3 separate regions of the Mus musculus genome follow, and regions 1 and 2 are each linked to region 3. The links are chromatin contacts, called in public HiChIP or PLAC-seq maps. All regions are on one chromosome and are shown on one strand. The core of a region is the stretch at or near the end of the contact, and the rest is flanking DNA. Distances in the headings are between cores, read along the strand shown. Region 1 has its middle 41 kb from the start of Gm42228. Region 2 overlaps Rheb (Ras homolog enriched in brain). Region 3 overlaps Nos3 (nitric oxide synthase 3, endothelial cell).

Evidence for each region. HiChIP or PLAC-seq counts read pairs in DNA pulled down with a chosen protein or histone mark.
Region 1: an H3K4me3 HiChIP or PLAC-seq map of bone marrow-derived macrophages shows a contact between it and region 3, with 5 times the contacts expected there. The contact joins two enhancer-like sites. A contact is called at or near these places in 12 of 39 promoter capture datasets (the 3T3-L1 cell line, the C10 cell line, HPC-7-derived erythroid cells and 5 more), 1 of 15 datasets of contacts at CTCF or cohesin (embryonic stem cells), 1 of 484 Hi-C or Micro-C datasets (erythroblasts) and 3 of 115 datasets of contacts at active chromatin or transcription factors (SST interneurons, acute myeloid leukemia and bone marrow-derived macrophages).
Region 2: a FOXA1 HiChIP or PLAC-seq map of pancreatic cancer cells shows a contact between it and region 3. The contact joins two enhancer-like sites. A contact is called at or near these places in 1 of 115 datasets of contacts at active chromatin or transcription factors (pancreatic cancer cells) and 1 of 9 other capture datasets (adipose tissue).

What each region holds. Positions count from the first base shown.
Region 1 is chr5:23,893,171-23,895,870 of GRCm38.p6, forward strand. No RefSeq gene overlaps it. Among named protein-coding and RNA genes, the nearest start is that of Gm42228, 41 kb to the left of the region's middle. Within about 2 kb of position 1,266, at least 114 of the 459 cell types and tissues checked have an H3K27ac peak or open chromatin away from gene starts, as enhancers often do. A contact at or near this core is called in acute myeloid leukemia, bone marrow-derived macrophages and erythroblasts, where this site is marked.
Region 2 is chr5:24,820,278-24,822,977 of GRCm38.p6, forward strand. The region is part of intron 1 of Rheb (Ras homolog enriched in brain); the gene reads right to left. Among named protein-coding and RNA genes, the nearest start is that of Rheb, 21 kb to the right of the region's middle. Within about 2 kb of position 1,319, at least 114 of the 459 cell types and tissues checked have an H3K27ac peak or open chromatin away from gene starts, as enhancers often do. A contact at or near this core is called in adipose tissue and pancreatic cancer cells, where this site is marked.
Region 3 is chr5:24,382,246-24,384,945 of GRCm38.p6, forward strand. It overlaps Nos3 (nitric oxide synthase 3, endothelial cell), which reads left to right. Exons shown (of 26, transcript NM_008713.4): 23 at 280-401; 24 at 1,015-1,163; 25 at 1,285-1,479; 26 at 1,573-2,229. The coding sequence ends at 1,734. It overlaps Atg9b (autophagy related 9B), which reads right to left. Exons shown (of 14, transcript NM_001002897.3): 14 at 1,936-2,700. Among named protein-coding and RNA genes, the nearest start is that of Gm15587, 6.3 kb to the left of the region's middle. Within about 2 kb of position 1,291, at least 306 of the 459 cell types and tissues checked have an H3K27ac peak or open chromatin away from gene starts, as enhancers often do. A contact at or near this core is called in acute myeloid leukemia, adipose tissue, bone marrow-derived macrophages and 2 more, where this site is marked.

The DNA of each region.
Region 1 (2,700 bases), core at 16-2,515, 490 kb before region 3:
CTCACCAGCCCCTCATTGGGTTTCTTACTCACAATTCAGACAGCAAATGGCCGAGGGCAGGAGCAGCCTGGAGTCCTGTCAGCTGGTTTTATTTGTTCTTCCAGAGAACAGCACAGCACTGCACGACAGTGCTCAGCTACAGACCAAGACAGACCTCAGGTGAACCCTGCATACTAGGCCATCAGGCAAAAGCTGGGAGACAAAGGCCATCTGCCTGCTCCACAGGACTGTCTCCACTGCACCTTCCCAAGGCCCACAGCCATGTCTCCTCCCCTGATGGTTATGTGCTTATTACTGATCTGATAACTCATTCCTGCACCTGCACAATGAACATATTGCACCTTTTAACAAAAAGAGTTAAGGTAAGGGGACATTGAGCAGATCTAGAAAAGATCTAGTTGTGGCTTGTTATGGTCAGTAGAGCCGAGAAGGGGCTGGAGAGCTGCCTCACAGTGACGAGTACTTGCAGCTTTTGCAGAGCACCACATGGGAGCTCATAAATGCCAGCAACTGCAGTTGCAGAGGATCCAACACCCTCTTCCTCACTCTTCTTCACCCTCCAAGGGCTCCCACACATTCACATGGTGCACTAGAACTCACACAGACACACGCTCATACAAGCACACATGCACATGCACACACAGACTCAAATAAATAAATGATTTAAAAAGAGTCCAAGTATCATGAGTTTCCCGTTGTAAGCTTACTTGAGATGGAGAGGGAGATTAGAATGGTGAGTGAAAATTTTGTTTCTTTCTTTCTTTGTTAAAGAAATTACTCTGATTTAGTTTAGGGCTTTGTGGAGTAGCCAGAAACATTCTTCGTGCATAAATGAAGGAACACACTCCTGCCTAATACAGTGCCTTGCACTTAGAGGACCCTTGACCAACTGTGGCTAACGATGAGACCAAGAATAGTTTCCATTCTGAAGGAACAGACTCCATTCTGTTCGACGAGTCTACCACAGTGAGAACAGATTTTAAAAGTTCACTGTATTCAGAAAGGGATTTCCAACTGAAGCGATACAAAGGTAGTTTCTGTGGAGGGTGAGTTTCTATTTGATTACGTTCAAGAGACCACACACAGTCAGAAAACCCAAGTCTCCTTTTGAGCCCCTGTTATCTGCAGTCAGGCATCGACAGGGTCACTGTGCATAATGAGTTTAGGTTTTGGTTTCGTTTAATACACTTCACTATCTAGTGAAGTAACACCATTTCCTTTCTAAGAAAAGGGGCGAGGTGCCCATTCAGCTCAGGAAGTGACAAATCGCCATCACTTCCCCCTTTTCTGTGTAATAGAGGCAAGTATGTGCCCATGGCAATGCAGTCATGCCAGAGGTATGGAATCACAATGGACTCAGTCTACCTAGGTGAGTCTAATTTCACACTGCCCTGGGCCTGAGGCTGGCTATCCATTGTTCTAGCCTCTGGGGACACCACAGACTGGGTTTCTGGGCAAGAGTCTGCTTTCAACTGCAAGAGGAACATTTTCTTCATGCTACCCTATCACATCCTATCCTGGACTGTGGCCAATGCCTCTAGCTCCAGCAGCTGCCATGGAATCATGACTGTCAAAAGCCAGTCTGCTGAGGATACCCACACAAATGGGTAGAACCTGCTGGCATCCCTATGCTGCCAAACCAACCAACCAACCAACCAACCAACCAACCAACCAACCAACCAACCAACCTTTCTGTCGCCCTTTCTCTCTCTTCTCTTTCTCGCTCCCTTCTTCTCTCTTTCTGGGTCAGGATCTCACCTTGTAACCCAGGATAGATTCAGATTCACAGTGTGCTAGATTACAGATACGCATATGCCACCATGCCCAGACTGACTATTGAACGTGTCCTTCAAATCTAAGCTAGTGTCCTATGTGCAGCCACAGCATTTCCAACTGCTGTGTAGATCTTTAGCTACTGCTTCAGGGACTGTCCATACATCCAGTATCTAGATTTAGATTTAACTATGTCTTGTTAGCATTTTGTCTAGGCTCCACCCAACAGTTCTCAATCTCAATCTTTCTCTCTCTGTTTCTACTACCCTCTCAACTCAACTCCCCTCCCCATGCCCCGAATAAACTCTACCCTACATTATACTGTTGTCATTGTGTGGCTAGTCCCTCAGTGGGAAGGGATGCCTCAGCATGGGCCCGCAGAGGAGTCCTCTTCCCCCACACCTGACTGCACATCCACCAAATGTAGTCCTTCTCTCCGTATATTTTTATACAGCACGTTTCTAATATTTTCCCTATTTGCTTTGTGTGTACATTTGCATTTTACCTATATTATTATAATATTATTATTGTTATTTGTGTGTGTGTGTGTGCCATCTCTCAAGCACCACCTTTGCATTTTTAATGTGGGGAATAGGTTGGAGGCAACCTGGTGCTTTTTTTTACTCCCTCAGAGGTCGTTTCTTGATAAGAACATTTCCCTTCAAACCTACAATGCTTGTTTCTCCTCTGCAATAATGTTAGTTCTTGGACACCGTTTGGGAACCTGCCCATATTCACTTTCTTTTATTGTGAGTTTGTGGTTGGAGAGATTTGTCATGTAAACTAGACAAGTGGAACTTGGGAAATTTTCACCTTTTCTTCTAGGGAGAAAAGGAAAATTCATTACTTCTTGTGAGGTTAAAGTCACTTCCCAGTGCAAGATAGCTTCTGAGGCCCAAAGAGCCCTGAGAAGCCCGAAGACAAGTT
Region 2 (2,700 bases), core at 69-2,568, 440 kb after region 3:
GCTGCCCTGGAACTCACTTTGTAGATCAGACTGGCTTAGAATTCATAGATCTACCTGCCTCTGCCTCCTGAGTGCTGGGATTAAAGGTGTGCACCATTACCACCGGCTTCATGTCTATTTTAAAAATCTACATTCTGCATAAAAGAGAAAGTAAAATTTTCAAACGATTTAACTTTTTCATTATTTTAGTTAATTAATTAAGTTGGGGGCAGGCCTTGACTGGCCTGATGGAACTCACATTATGGACTAGGACAGCCTAGACTGCAGAGTTTTTGGGATGCTTGGATAAAGGTGTGCACCACTACTCAGGCCAAGAAAGTTAAAAAAAAATTCATTCTTGTTTTTGTGTCAGTGTTTCTCTGTATAGCTCTGGTTGTCCTGGAACTGAAAATAAATTCTTGAGAGCTTGTTCGGAAGTTCTAACAGGGGAGTGCAGCTATTCTATATCCTTGACAGAAGGAGGAGGGACGAACACTGGAGTAGTGAGGGAGGAGGGGACATCTGCCTAGTCAGCCAGATCAGCTCAATCAATGGAGTGACTCCAGATGGCCCTCACATACACAAGTAAATTCTTAAGGGAGCTCTGAGTCAAGGTGATTCCCCATGCTGTCCTTGATGCCTGCCGCCCGCCTTAGCACATTATCTTCACGTGTGCTTTCACAGACAGCTAGCTGTCAGGGTTACTAGATTCTCAGCTTTTAAAGAGTACTCTGGAAAGAAGAAATAACCCTGTCACACAAGCATTTTATTTAAAAACTCCTTAATACAGAATCCATAGGATCAGAATTTCACAAAACAGAGCTTGAACCAGAACCCTACGTTCTTACTACCCTATCTGCTTCCTTAAAGTCTCTCAGAACATGTTAGAACAGGGTTCCTAACTTGTGAAGATAAAAAAGAAAAGACCCTCGATTATTGTTGTCAGGAAATAATAAATATCTTGTTCATATCACTGCCAAACTCCTCTCTTTCATGTCCTCAGATATTACTACATGTGTTTTACAGGCCTGTTGGGCTCAACTCCTGCTTTGAATGGTATTTCTACTCCAACTCTATACTGCAGGCAGGGTGTAGCTCGTGCTCCCTGAATCAAATTCTGAGTTGCACAGCTCACAGGCTGAGGAATGTCTTCACACCAAAGAGCCACTGACTTGAAATTAATTCATAAAAAGCAGCACCCACCCACTGAAGACAGCCAGCCTCCCAGTGGGCACTCACTTACTCCTCACCAGCAGCTCAGTCCTTACTACTGTCAGCATGGACTCCCAACTCCACCATGGCCCACAGAACCAGACATGCCAACCGTTCCACTTGTCTGGGCCTTCTCAGGTCCAGTCACCAACATCCTGCCTCTGCAAGCCTCCCGCTGCTGTGACCTCTACCCTAGCCATTACTACCACTCCCAGATTTCTGAGTGTATGACTCACTCCTGTTATTCTGTCCAGTACAAATGTCAGTTCTGCAGGGAACCTATCCCCAAACCACCCTACCTAAGGGAGTACCTGTTCCCCAACAACAGTCTCCCTACAGCCATCTGTCATCTCGACTCCCCATTTGACACAATCACTCTCTTAGTTCTCTGAGATCAGCCTGACACACCACAGACATTCATTTCTAAGTGATAAAAAACAAAAAACAAAAAAAAAAAAACAAAAAAACCAACAAAAAACTCAGTTCTCATCTCTTCTATTCAGACAGTTTAACAAAAGAACAATTTCATTAGCACTTATTAGCACCAACCATGGGTCTGCCCATGATACAATAGTTCAGGAACTACACAAAATTAAGAGGACTGTGTTCAAATGAATCCAGGTTAGACATGTTATCAATAAAGAAGAATTTAACACAAAGTTTAGGTACTATTTCCAGGAACAGAGACAGCAAAGGAAAAAAAAAAATCCCTCTTAAGCTGGGCGTAATCCCAGCACTTGGGAGGCAGAGGGAGGTGGATTTCTGAGTTTGAGGCCAGCCTGGTCTACAGAGTGAGTTCCAGGACAGCCAGGGCTGCACAGAGAAACCCTGTCTCAAAAAACCAAAAAAAAAAAAAAAAAAAAAACAACCAACCAACCAAACAAAAACCCTCTTATGTTAGTAAAACTGAGAAGTTGGGAAATCTGGAACTGGATTTATAGATGGTGAGTGAGCTGAGCTGCCACGTGGGTCCTGGCAACCAAACTCTCTTCCTCTGGAAGAACAACTGGTGCTCTTAACAACTGAACCGTTACTCCAGCCTTCCTCCCAAAAGAAAATTCATTCATTCATTTATTCATTCATTCATTCATTTATTTATTTTTATTTTTTGTTTTTCGAGACAGGGTTTCTCTGTATAGCCTTGGCTGTCCTGGAACTCATTTTGTAGACCAGGCTGGCCTTGAACTCAGAAATCCGCCTGCCTCTGCTTCCCAAGTGCTGGGATTAAAGGCATGCACCACCACCGCGTGGCTACCAAAAGAAAATTCTTATTTATGTGTGTGTATATACATATGTGTATGTATGTATATATATATTACAACTACTTGGAGTCAGAGAAGTTAGTTTAATAAGAAAGAATGAAGAGAAAAAAGTTCTTTGTAAAAACATTTTAATTACATTTATTTATTCACACACATGTATTCAAGTAGAGGCAGGCACATGCCATAGTGCTTGCATGGAGGTCAGAGGACAACCTGGGGCAGCTGGTTCTCTCCTTCCACCATATGG
Region 3 (2,700 bases), core at 41-2,540:
ATGATATTGCATGCCTTTAAACCCAACATTTGGAGGCAGAGGCAGGCAGATCTGAGTTTAAGGCCAGCCTGGTCTACATAGTGAGTTCCAGGATAGCTAAAGCTACCCAAGAAACCCTGTCTGGAAAAAACAAAAACAATCAATCCATCAATCAAACAAACAAACAAAAGAGACTCATTTGTCATTGGTCCTTGGGCTTTCCTGTCTGTACAGCCATAGCTTTGTTGATATGTCATGGGTGACGATGTAAAGGGGTCTTAATGGACTCTCTCTGGTTAGGGCTCCCTCCTTCCGGCTGCCACCTGATCCTAACTTGCCCTGCATCCTGGTGGGCCCAGGGACTGGCATTGCACCCTTCCGGGGATTCTGGCAAGACAGACTACACGACATTGAGATCAAAGGTGAGGCTGGGCTAAGGGTGACCTGCAAGTCAGAAGGAAGCCAAGCAGAAAATCAATGGCTTGGAAGAAACGACCATAAAAGAAACTAGGCCCAAAGGTGAAAAGAAACATATTTAATGGGAAAGGGAGGAGAGTCGAGTCTGGGTCCTGATTGTCAGCCTTCCTGGTGGTCCCTCAGCATATAGTAGGTTTTAAAATGGATTAAGGATAGAGAAGGGAGGGACAGAGCAGGAATTCGAACAGAAAACGACTCCAGGTTGATTCCTTTTGAAGTCAGAACGCCTCTGGGGTGATCCTATCTATTAACTGACAGGCACAGAGATGTCAATCAAAGTGGTTGTGTGCGATAGGACTGGAGTGAGGAAAAAGACCTGGGATTTCACACAAGGCAATGTGTACAGAATTGAGTCCAGTAGAGCAGTTTCCTTCTATAAATCAAAGGTGTGCAAGGGTCTGGGCAGAAAGCATCCTATTTTGCCCCTAGAGGCTGAACAGACAAGATAGTGGTTGCTCCAAGCCAAAAGTCTGGCTGGCACCCTGAGTGGCCTGGAGGTGGGGTTACCAGGACTGTTCCAGAGGAAGGGGCCCTCCCAAACCTCCATGTTGCTCACAGGGCTACAACCTGCCCCCATGACTTTGGTGTTTGGCTGCCGATGCTCCCAACTGGACCATCTCTACCGGGACGAGGTACTGGACGCCCAGCAGCGTGGGGTGTTTGGACAAGTCCTCACCGCCTTTTCCAGGGATCCTGGCAGCCCCAAGGTACCAGGGGCGGGTGTAGAGATAGCGTGACAAGGCCGTTCCCAAGCCCCGCCCCTCCCAAACCCATCTTACCCGGGCACGCCCCTGGCCTGGGCGTTCTCACAGCAAGGCCCGTCCCTAGACCTACGTGCAAGACCTCCTGAGGACAGAGCTAGCCGCGGAGGTTCACCGTGTGCTGTGCCTTGAGCAAGGACATATGTTTGTCTGCGGCGATGTCACTATGGCAACCAGCGTCCTGCAAACCGTGCAGAGAATTCTGGCAACAGAGGGCGGCATGGAGCTGGATGAAGCCGGTGACGTCATCGGCGTGCTGCGGGTGCGAAAGGGCAGACCTGGCCGGGCTAGGGTAGATCTATGCTGACAGCTCCTGTTCGGGTTCTAATCCATTGAGTTCTTTTCCTCCCCTCAGGATCAGCAACGCTACCACGAGGACATTTTCGGACTCACATTGCGCACCCAGGAGGTGACAAGCCGCATACGCACCCAGAGCTTTTCTTTGCAGGAGCGACAGCTGAGGGGCGCAGTGCCCTGGTCCTTTGACCCGCCTGGCCCAGAAATACCTGGTTCCTGACAGTCTTCCTCCCCTCCAGTTCCCGGAAAGAGGGATTGTGTCACTTCGTTCGGTTGACCAAGGCTAGCCACCCTCTCTGAAGAATGCCTACAGCATTGGTTGCAAGGCTGCCAATTTAAGATCTTTCTTCTCTCTCCAGTTTACCTAGGCTGGGGGGGGGGGGTCGGCCTAAATCTTGAAGGTTCCTCCGGCTGTGGTAGTTAGGGCATCCTGCTGCCCTCTTCATATGCTTTGATGGACTGTAGACTCCCTTTAACTCTCTCTCTGGAGTATCTTACGTTTAAAGTCTAAGTCATCCCGGTATTTATTGAAAAATTATCATAAAAGACCATGCCAGATGCCCAACCCAAACCTTGTGAGTTACAATGATTGAAAATGAGACTTGTTCAATGCTTTAATGTGTAAAGATGTTGGGATAATAATTCTTTGACAGTGAGTCCCAGACACCTCTCTGTAACCCAGTACTCTGCAAAAAAAAAAAAGTTTCTAACCAGGGACAGACAGTTTTGCGCTTGAGTGAACAGGTGCAGTCCTCAGCTTCCAAGAGTGGGGCGTGCCAGACATTCCCATGGCAAAGATGTGCAGCTCAACCATGAGCAATTTCTGCTGCTTGTTTCGTACAGGATGAGGAGTCCCACCCACTTCCTCCTGCTATCACAGCAGTGCTGACGTCCAAAACCAGCAGCCCTCTCTGGTTTTTCCACTCACCCGTCTCCATATTCCCCACCCCTAGTCCCACAGGAACTCAAAGGGGAGGTCGACAGGAACAACTTCCCTAACACTGAGTTGAACCATGCCTGGGCCCTGGCCCCACCTTGAGGCCACTGGGGTCCTTCCCAGGCAACTGCTCCACAACCAGCCAGGCTAGTGTTCTCTTATCCTCACTTGTGGGGCCCATCTGTAGGCTACCTCAGCTCACAATCATCTCCTACTTTTTCACTGTTCTCCGGGCAAGCCCCTCTTTGA